Linked DNA regions of Macaca mulatta: region 1 is linked to region 2. A link is a contact called in public Hi-C data. All regions are on one chromosome and are shown on one strand. Each heading gives the region's core, a stretch centred on a gene start, on an enhancer-like site or on the middle of the called end of the contact. The rest is flanking DNA. Distances are from core to core; before and after follow the strand shown.

Evidence for each region. A called contact is a pair of places that touch in the nucleus more often than the background predicts.
Region 1: a contact with region 2 is called in a Hi-C map of cortical neurons, with 4 times the contacts expected there. The contact joins the promoter of PDK2 here to the promoter of PPP1R9B in region 2. A contact is called at or near these places in 5 of 14 Hi-C or Micro-C datasets (cortical neurons, fetal cortex germinal zone, fetal cortical plate and 2 more).

What each region holds. Positions count from the first base shown.
Region 1 is chr16:59,915,742-59,920,119 of T2T-MMU8v2.0, forward strand. It overlaps PDK2 (pyruvate dehydrogenase kinase 2), which reads right to left and starts at 1,880. Exons shown (of 12, transcript XM_028836382.2): 1 at 1,719-1,880; 2 at 351-505. It overlaps LOC144335601 (a long non-coding RNA gene), which reads left to right and starts at 481. Exons shown (of 2, transcript XR_013406548.1): 1 at 481-852; 2 at 1,995-4,378.
Region 2 is chr16:59,859,574-59,864,051 of T2T-MMU8v2.0, forward strand. It overlaps PPP1R9B (protein phosphatase 1 regulatory subunit 9B), which reads left to right and starts at 1,966. Exons shown (of 11, transcript XM_077971221.1): 1 at 1,966-2,196; 2 at 3,156-4,130. The coding sequence starts at 1,981.

The sequences.
Region 1 (4,378 bases), core at 630-3,129, 56 kb after region 2:
ACAGCGGCTGGGGGCTAGGAGTGGGCCCAGGAGGCTTTCCTACATGGGGGAGGCTCAAGACTCAGACAGGGCAGGGGTGCAGGCAGATGAGTCCTGAGGAACAGGTGCCCTGTGTCTCGGCTGCCACCTCCCTGCTCCCGTCGCACCATTGATGCAGCTGCACCCCAAGCCAGGCACTATCAACTCAACTCTTGAGAAACTGCCCCCCACCCGCAGTTCCCAGCTGGCACCATGGAAATAACACGTAGACAGACAGGGCCCACACAATGCCCGTTTCACCCGCCACATTGGCACAGCCTCCCTCCTGCCCCAGGGCCACCCCCAGAATACTGGTAGTGGGCGATCCTGACCTAGCAACCCTGGGGCAGCCAAGGGAGGTATAGGCGGCTTGACTCCACATCACGGTGCCTGGGGCCCCTGCCCAGCTCGGGAGAGGCTGCCAGGCCGGAACAGATTTGATCTTCAAGTGTCCTTGCCTACTGGGGCAGCTAGGGTCCAGCTTCTTCTGTGGGTGGATGCCTACCAGTCAGGGCACTCTCTCCCGCTGGCATCTTCTGAAAGAGCCCCCTTCCCCACTGCCCAGGGGTGTCTGAAACCCTTCGTGCCCAGTCCAGGTCTCTCTCCAGACGGCTGCACCTCTCAACCTTGCCTCCTCACTCCCACCAACAGACCCCCGGTTTCCTCTGGTGGGAGGAGGGGCTCCTACTCCTCCAGTCATGAGGACAACTCCCATTAACCTTTTAGCGTCTGGATACCACCCTACTCCCTTCCTGTAGTAATATCGCAGCTTCACTGCCCCTAACTCTTCAAGACCCCCCATGAAGCCAAGGAAGAAACCTCGGGACCGTCCTTGTAAGTGCCCCCCCATTCCCATCAACAGCCCAGTCGAGAGGCCCCGGCCGGTCCCTCCTTCCCCATTAACTCTTTCCTGTCTGTACCTTTCCAAACAACCCTTCTCTGTCACTCGGGGCCTTTCTTCTCCTCTGTCCCCCCTGGCCCCCGGCTGCCCCTCCCAGCGCCCCGCGGGCCTCCGCTGCCAGCCGCCTCCCGCCCACTCCGTACCGAAGTCCAGAAACTGCTTCATGGACAGCGGGGACGGGGAGAACTTGCTGAAGTGCTCTATGTACTTGGGCGCCCCAGCCAGGGACGCATTCTTGAGCAGCGCCCAGACCCAGCGCATGGCTGCGGCGGCCGCGACTCGGGTTGTGGTCCCTGCGCTGGCAGCGCTCGCGCACCGTTCGGCCCAGCGACGCGATTCGGCCGCCTCCTCCCTACCCTTGCCCTGGCGAGCACTCCAAGGCCCAGCCAATCGGCTCGTCGTGGCGCCTCGACGTCGCCAATGGCCACTCACAAACAACTCCGGGAGAACCAATAGCTTTCCGCCCCGGCACGTGGCTTCCCTCCAGGCCCGCCCCCTTAACCCACGCTTTGCCTGAGCGGCCTGTTGTTTTGGGGAGGCTGCGCCGAGATCCCACCTCCCCTGTGTTCACGCGTCCCTTTCCTCCCGGGGGCGAAGCCGGGGTTAACCCCTTCCTTCCCAGAGCCCCGCCAGCCCTTTCGTTTCCTCTTCCACGCCTGCCTTTTCCTCGCTATCTCCTTGCATCTCCTTCACCCGCCGGCTCCTTTTAACCCTTCCTTTCCAGAATTGTCTAGGTAGCTTTCAACCAATCCCTTTCCTCCAACTCAAAGGTACCTGTTTCACCTGTCATCATCTTTACCTGCCCTCCCTTAACGGGTCTTGGGGATTCCCAGTCCAGATGACAGTGACCCAGACTGCGAATATTTGCAAAATTCGGAACCAGGGTGCAAGCCTATACGAATCCGTCCCGTATATGTGCAGCCCACCCACTTCCACAAAGATCCGAGCGGCTCAGGAAAAGGTGGAGTTTGCTTTTCCAATTGAAAAACATCCAGAGTAAAAACCGTCACGACTAGTGGCGGTGGAGGCGGCAGTTATCGTCCATGCCAGTTAACACTTTCATTTTATTATATAGCTCATCTGACCGAACATAAAGCCTTGGACATCTAGCGCGACCACCTGAGAAAGCCACCTCCTTCGCACCGGGCTTCCTTAGAGCAAGATCCCAGGAGGTGAAGTGTCTCTGGGTGGCCGGGAACCCGTCCTTCATCAGCAGCCCCGCTTCCCTTGGAGAAAACGTGATGCGCCCTCTTGTGGCCGATCGTGGGCTTAGGGCCCGACCCGCCACTTTGATGCTTTCTTTGCTCGGTGACATTAGCCTAAAATGTGTTAGGCTTTCTGCTGGGAACAGAGAACACAGACAGGATCAAGAAATGGCCTTTTTCCTCAATGATTTCATTTCTACGTTTCAGAGATAGCTACATAAGTAAATAATTAGCTATAACTGAATATGATTGTAATATAGACCTCACAAACTTCGCAAATGGAAGGGCCTCTTAGCTGGAAGAATAATAAGCTATATGCCAGGCACTGTCTGCAGACATTATCTCATTTAATTCTCTATTTTATTATTCTTAGCCTCATTTCATAGATAAGAAAGCCAAGACTCGGATCATTGTCAACTGCAAATCTGACCTTATTACTTCCTTGCTCACAGCCTTTCAATGGGCTATTTTTTTTTTTTTTCGGATGGAGTCTCACTCTGTCGTCCAAGCTGGAGTGCAGTGGCACAACCTTGGCTCATTGCAAACTCCTCCTCCCAGGTTCAAGCGATTCTCCTGTCTTAGCCTTCCAAGTAGCTAGGATAACAGGCGTGTACTACCACACTTGGCTAATTTTTGTAATATTAGTAGAGACAGGGTTTCACCATGTTGGCCAGGCTGGTCTTGAACTCCTGAACTCAAGTGATCTGCCCACCTCAACCTCCCAAAGTGCAGGGATTACAGGTATGAGGCACTGTGCCTGGCCACCAATGGCTCTCATCTTCTTACCGGAGCCTTTCCGGTTGTCACACAATTGGCTTTTGCTTAATTCTCCAGACTCCTCTCTCTCCATTCCCCCACGCAGCTCCCAGCCATGCCTGTCTGCTGCCTTGAACCAGCCTCTAATCTCTAAGCCACTGCAAATGCATCTCTTCTGTCTGGATCATTCTTTCTTCCCAGCTTCACCTGCCCATTCTTCAGGTCTCAGCTGCTTAGGCATCCCTTCCTCCTGGAAGCCTTCCCTGATCTTACCAAGCTGGGTCATAGGCTCCCTTCAAGGGCTCCTTAGATCTCCTGATCTTAGCAAATATTTGTAGTCTGGGTCACTGTCATCCAGACTGGGAACCCACAAGGCCCCTTAAGGGAGGACAAGGAAAGATCAGGACACGTGAAACAGGTACCTTTTTGAGGAAAGGGATTGGCTGAAAGCTACCTGGACAAATCCAGGAAGGAGGGGTTAAAAGGAGCTGATGGTAGCTCTTATCAATTGAGTGAAAATTGTTTGCTGACTGATCTGTTTTCCTGCTAGACTTTAAGCTCCATGAGGGCAGGGCAGGTGTTGTATCTGTCTTGTTCACTGCTCTATCTCCAGCATCAGGCAGTGCTCAGCATGTAGTAGGGAGGACAGGGTGAAAAAGAAGACACGGTGAGCAGGGGAGCATACCGCAGAGATATTCCAGAGAACCACCAAACATCCAGTGGGCTAGCAATTAGGACGTGATTGATGATGCTGGTGAGTGCAGTTTTCAAGTACACAGAAGAATATATAGAATATTACGTACAAAAAACCTGGCCCTCACTTTGGGCGGCTGAGGTACGAGGATTGCTTGAGTCCAGGAGTTTGAGACCAGTCTGGGCAGCATAGCAAGATCTTGTCTCTACAAAAAATATAAAATTAACTGAGTGTGGTGGCAGGTACCTATAGTACCAGCTACTTGGGAGGCTGAAGTAGGAAGATTGCTTGAGCCCAGGAGGTCGAGGCTGCAGTGAACCAGAGCCATGATCGTGCCATGGCACTCCAATCTGGGTGACAGAATGAGACCCTATCTCAAAAAAAAGAGGCCTATTTCTGTGCCTAGCAATAAATGGTAGCTATTGCTGTTATTGTCAAAATTAAAGTAACAAGGAAAAGACCATGGCCTCTAAGGCTAGGTGTAGGAGAGGGAAAGAGATTTCCCATGACCCTCACCTTAGGCTGGACTTCCACAATGTGGGCTCTGTGCTTGGATAAGAATTCCTTCTGCAGAGCCTGCTGCAGGGTGCTAACAACAGTGGTGTGATGTGGTACATCATAGTCAAGTTTAGTTAGGTAATGCCGAGGTAAACCGCACCCTGCCCCCCGATTCCCAAATCTCCCACTGTATGTGTAACATGGGTTGGTGGGGGACTCTCCAAGGAGCTCAAAAAACTTGGCATTGCAGAGGGTTCTTTTACAGCGGGCATTGCTACATCTCTGCCAGTTATGTTTCTTTCATAA
Region 2 (4,478 bases), core at 716-3,215:
AAGCACTTATTGCTCCATAAAAGCATCTTTGGGAATTCTGGCCAGGGTGTTGCTCTGCTAACCAGGAGCCCATGAAATAATAATCCCACTGATTAGCCTCAGTCCCCCAAGCTCTGGCTAGCTCCACCCTCTTGAAGCCAAACCCCCTAGAGGGATTTGTTAAAGGGGTTTGTCCAGAGACTCATAAACCTTTGGACAAGGGAGACCCAAGAGAATCCCCGTAATTCCAGTTTGCTCTAAGCTGCTACCGGAAATGCTGGAGGTCCGAGGGTCTCTGGGCCTAGCAGCTGGGCCTCAGCTCCTCCTCCCACCCTCAGAAACTGGGGGCTTCCCCACCTGGCCAGAAGCGTGGGCACAGACCCCTTGTGCTGGGACCAGTTAAGATGACTCACCACCAAGGGTGTGGGAGATTCTGGGCAGAACACAGGGGCCTGCGCCCTCCTCCAATCCACACAAGAGCTTCTGAGGACATTGTCCAAACTTCCAAACCCCAGCTGGGAGAGGTTTCTGTCTTCTCTGGACTTCTATATTGGGGTTGGGGGGCCTGTGGGGAGGGGTTTTCAAGACCCCATCTTGAGTTTGGAAATCCAAGTCCCAAAGCTTGCTCCTGACAAGGCCTTCTAAGAAGGGTTAGGAGAGAGGCTTCTTCACCCTGCCCATCCCAAAGTGCACAACTGCGGAGGGGGAATTTTCCTGGACAGCTGGGCAAAGATGCAGGTGGCATTTGGAAAGTCTGAGGTCTGGGTTCATTTCCAGCTCCAGCTCACAACCTAGCTCTTCCCTCCTCCTTAGCACCAGCCTCAGGATCAGTCCTGCCGTTCCTGGCCCCTCCCGATCCCAATATCCAGGGTTCCCAGGCGGCTTCCCCACACCCCATCCCCCACGCTGTACTCTAAGCTCTTTTGCACATGGTAACGCGTTAATATCCCACAAAACCCACACACACCCCTGCAGTGGAGCGGTAAGAGGGCTCCCTTTGCCAGCCCTTCCAGGCCAGGGGGGAGAGAGTGGGAGATTAGGAAAAGGAGGAAGAGGATGGAGGGGAAGAGGGCGGGGGAGGAGGCAGAGGCCGCAGAAAGGCCTGAGATGCAGGAAGCAGCTGGGAGTGGGGGGAGGCTTTGTGCCTGAGTTGTTCTCTGGGTCCTAGGGCCCATTGTGTTCACCAGTTTCTGGGATGTGTGGACTGAACCCGCTCACCTGGACCTGTCCAGAGGGTGGACCCTCACACCCAGGGCCCAGGAAGCACCAGCACCTTAGGTGTGTATGCGGGGGGTGCAGAGAGCATCAAACAGCTTTCTGGGTTGCCAGGACAGGGGATGTGTAGGTCACTGTCACCCTCCCCACCCCCCACCCCCACCGGAACACAGTCGCCAGGATCCTTTAAATCAGAGACCCAAGTTAGAGCTCTCACTGGGAAAACTTTGGCCCCAGGCCTCTAGAATTCCTGCTCCCAAACCCTTCCTTCCGGTTTGAGACGCAGGAGTGCCAGGGTAGGGGCCTGAAGACGGGTGCACAGCAGACAGGCGACAGGACATCCTCTCCAGACGTCTAAAGGGGCAGTTTTGATGATCCCCTGCTACTTGGATGACGGGGTCCACCTCCTTTCTTCACGACCCCTCCCCCACCATCGAAAGGTCACCAGCACTGGGCCAAGGTTTCACACCTCCAAGGGTGCCAAAGAGTCCCTGTAGTGAAGTGTTAAAATGCAGATTCCTGGGTTCAGCCTCTGAGATTCTCCTACACAAGGTTCGAGGGAGAGCTCAGAAATCTGTATTTTTACCAAGCGCCCAGCGATTCTGATGCTAAAGCCTTGAAGCACACCGAAGAGCTAGCTCCGAGGACCCTGAAGAATGAACCTCTGCCCCTCCCCACAGACCCCCCTCCCCTCACATTGAGACCATCGTGGATGTACTGCCTCCGCCCAATATTTCATGGGGGTGCGGTTCTGTGGGTTGTGATAAGCCGCAGTCAGAGGTTGTGATGGAAGGGTTGAAGACGGCTGGCCAATGTCCGGGGGCAGAGGAAGGCTCTCAGCGAAGGCTGGGGAGGGGAGGGGATCCGTTCGGGTGGAGGGGAAGGGGAGGGCTCACAGGCTCCGGCCCCGGAAATCCGATCCCTTTAGGACCCAGAGGTGCCAGTCCCCCAGCGGCGGCGGCGAGAAGGGCAGCCGCTCGGTCTCCGGCAGCCGCCGCTCGGGCAGAGCCAGAGAAAGACCGAGGCTCGGGGCACGGGGGGGAGGGAGGGAGGGAGGGAGGCGCGGCGGCGGAGCGGCCCGGGCCGGCGGAGCAGCCATGGGCGCTGGGGTGCCGGGCCCCCCGAGAGCCGAGGCCTCCGGCCGGACTGGGGGACGCCCGGGCTGCCAGCCCCACTGACACCGCCTCGGACGATGTGAGCCGGCGACGCCGCGGCTGCTTCGCGGGCAGGGCGCGCGCTCCCACCGGCCCCAGACGCCGCTTTGCTAATTTGGGTGGGGGCGACCGTACCAGGCCGCTTGGGCTTTTGAAGCGGGGCTGGCTGTCTTCGGCAGCTTGACTGGGGGAGGCGACCCACACACAGGGCGCTTGGAGATTTTTTTTTTTTCATTTTTTTAAAAAAGCGGGATTAACTGTTTTTGGCAGCGGTTTTGGGGGGACCCTAAAAAAGGCCTTCTGGGGTTTCTTTTATCGGGGGGAGGGGGCGGTGGTCCCGACTTGGCCAGCCGCCTGTTGAAGGGGGGGAGCGGGGAGCAAGGGGATGCGAACCCGGCTCCCCCCACCATGATGAAGACGGAGCCACGGGGGCCCGGGGGTCCCCTCCGGAGCGCCTCCCCGCACCGCAGCGCCTACGAGGCGGGCATCCAGGCGCTGAAGCCGCCCGACGCGCCCGGGCCCGACGAGGCACCCAAGGGGGCCCACCACAAGAAATATGGCTCCAACGTCCACCGCATCAAAAGTATGTTCCTGCAGATGGGCACGACGGCGGGGCCCTCGGGCGAGGCGGGCGGCGGCGCGGGCCTGGCCGAGGCCCCGCGGGCGTCCGATCGCGGCGTGCGCCTGTCGCTGCCGCGGGCCAGCAGCCTGAACGAGAACGTGGACCACAGCGCCCTGCTGAAGCTGGGCACCAGCGTGTCGGAGCGCGTGAGCCGCTTCGACTCCAAGCCCGCGCCCTCCGCGCAGCCTGCGCCGCCGCCGCACCCGCCGTCCCGGCTGCAGGAGACGCGGAAGCTGTTCGAACGGAGCGCCCCGGCGGCCGCAGGCGGCGACAAGGAGGCCGCGGCGCGGCGGCTGCTGAGGCAGGAGCGCGCCGGCCTGCAGGACCGGAAGCTGGACGTCGTGGTGCGCTTCAACGGCAGCACTGAGGCGCTGGACAAGCTGGACGCTGACGCCGTGTCCCCGACGGTCAGCCAGCTCAGCGCCGTCTTCGAGAAGGCCGACTCGAGGACCGGCCTCCACCGCGGGCCCGGGCTCCCCAGGGCCGCAGGGGCTCCCCAGGTCAACTCGAAGCTGGTCAGCAAGCGGTCCCGGGTGTTCCAGCCCCCGCCGCCGCCGCCGCCGCCCGCCCCGTCGGGGGATGCTCCGGCGGAGAAAGAGCGCTGCCCCGGAGGGCAGCAGCCCCCGCAGCACCGAGTGGCCCCTGCCCGGCCGCCCCCCAAGCCCCGGGAGGTGCGCAAGATTAAGCCGGTGGAGGTGGAGGAGAGCGGGGAGTCGGAGGCCGAGTCGGCGCCCGGGGAGGTGATCCAGGCCGAGGTTACGGTCCACGCGGCCCTGGAGAATGGCAGCACCGCGGCAACCGCAGCCAGCCCCGCGCCCGAGCAGCCAAAGGCCCAAGTGGCCCCGGAGAAGGAGGCGGCGGCGGTAGCGCCGCCAGAGAGGGGGGTGGGCAATGGCCGGGCCCCGGACGTGGCCCCTGAGGAAGTAGATGAATCCAAGAAGGAGGACTTCTCGGAGGCGGACTTGGTGGACGTGAGCGCCTACAGTGGGCTCGGGGAGGACTCTGGGGGCAGTGCCCTAGAGGAGGACGACGAAGAAGACGAGGAGGATGGGGAGCCCCCCTACGAGCCCGAGTCGGGGTGCGTGGAGATCCCGGGGCTGTCGGAGGAGGAGGACCCAGCCCCGAGCCGGAAGATCCATTTCAGCACGGCGCCCATCCAAGTAAGTGAGCCCCCCCTCCCCGCCCCCGCGCCGCCCCTGCCACGTGCACGCGGCCGCCCCCGGCTCGCCAGCCAGCCGGGTTTGGCAGGCTGAGTCAGCCCCTGCCACCCAGCCCCCTTCCCAGAAGTTCCCACCCTCAGGGGGGCGTGGGGGAGTTCCAGCTGTTTGTCAGAGAGGGATTTTCAGGTGTGCGAGGGGGGTGGCCTGCCCCGACCTGCCCTCAGGTTCCTCCGCCTGCTGCCCCGCCCCGCCCCGCCACTTCGCAGAACCCGTCCTGCCCCACGCAGGTTCTGGGACACCTGCTTTGCCTTCCTCGCCCAGACATTCCTTACTCCAGAGGCTGCCAGA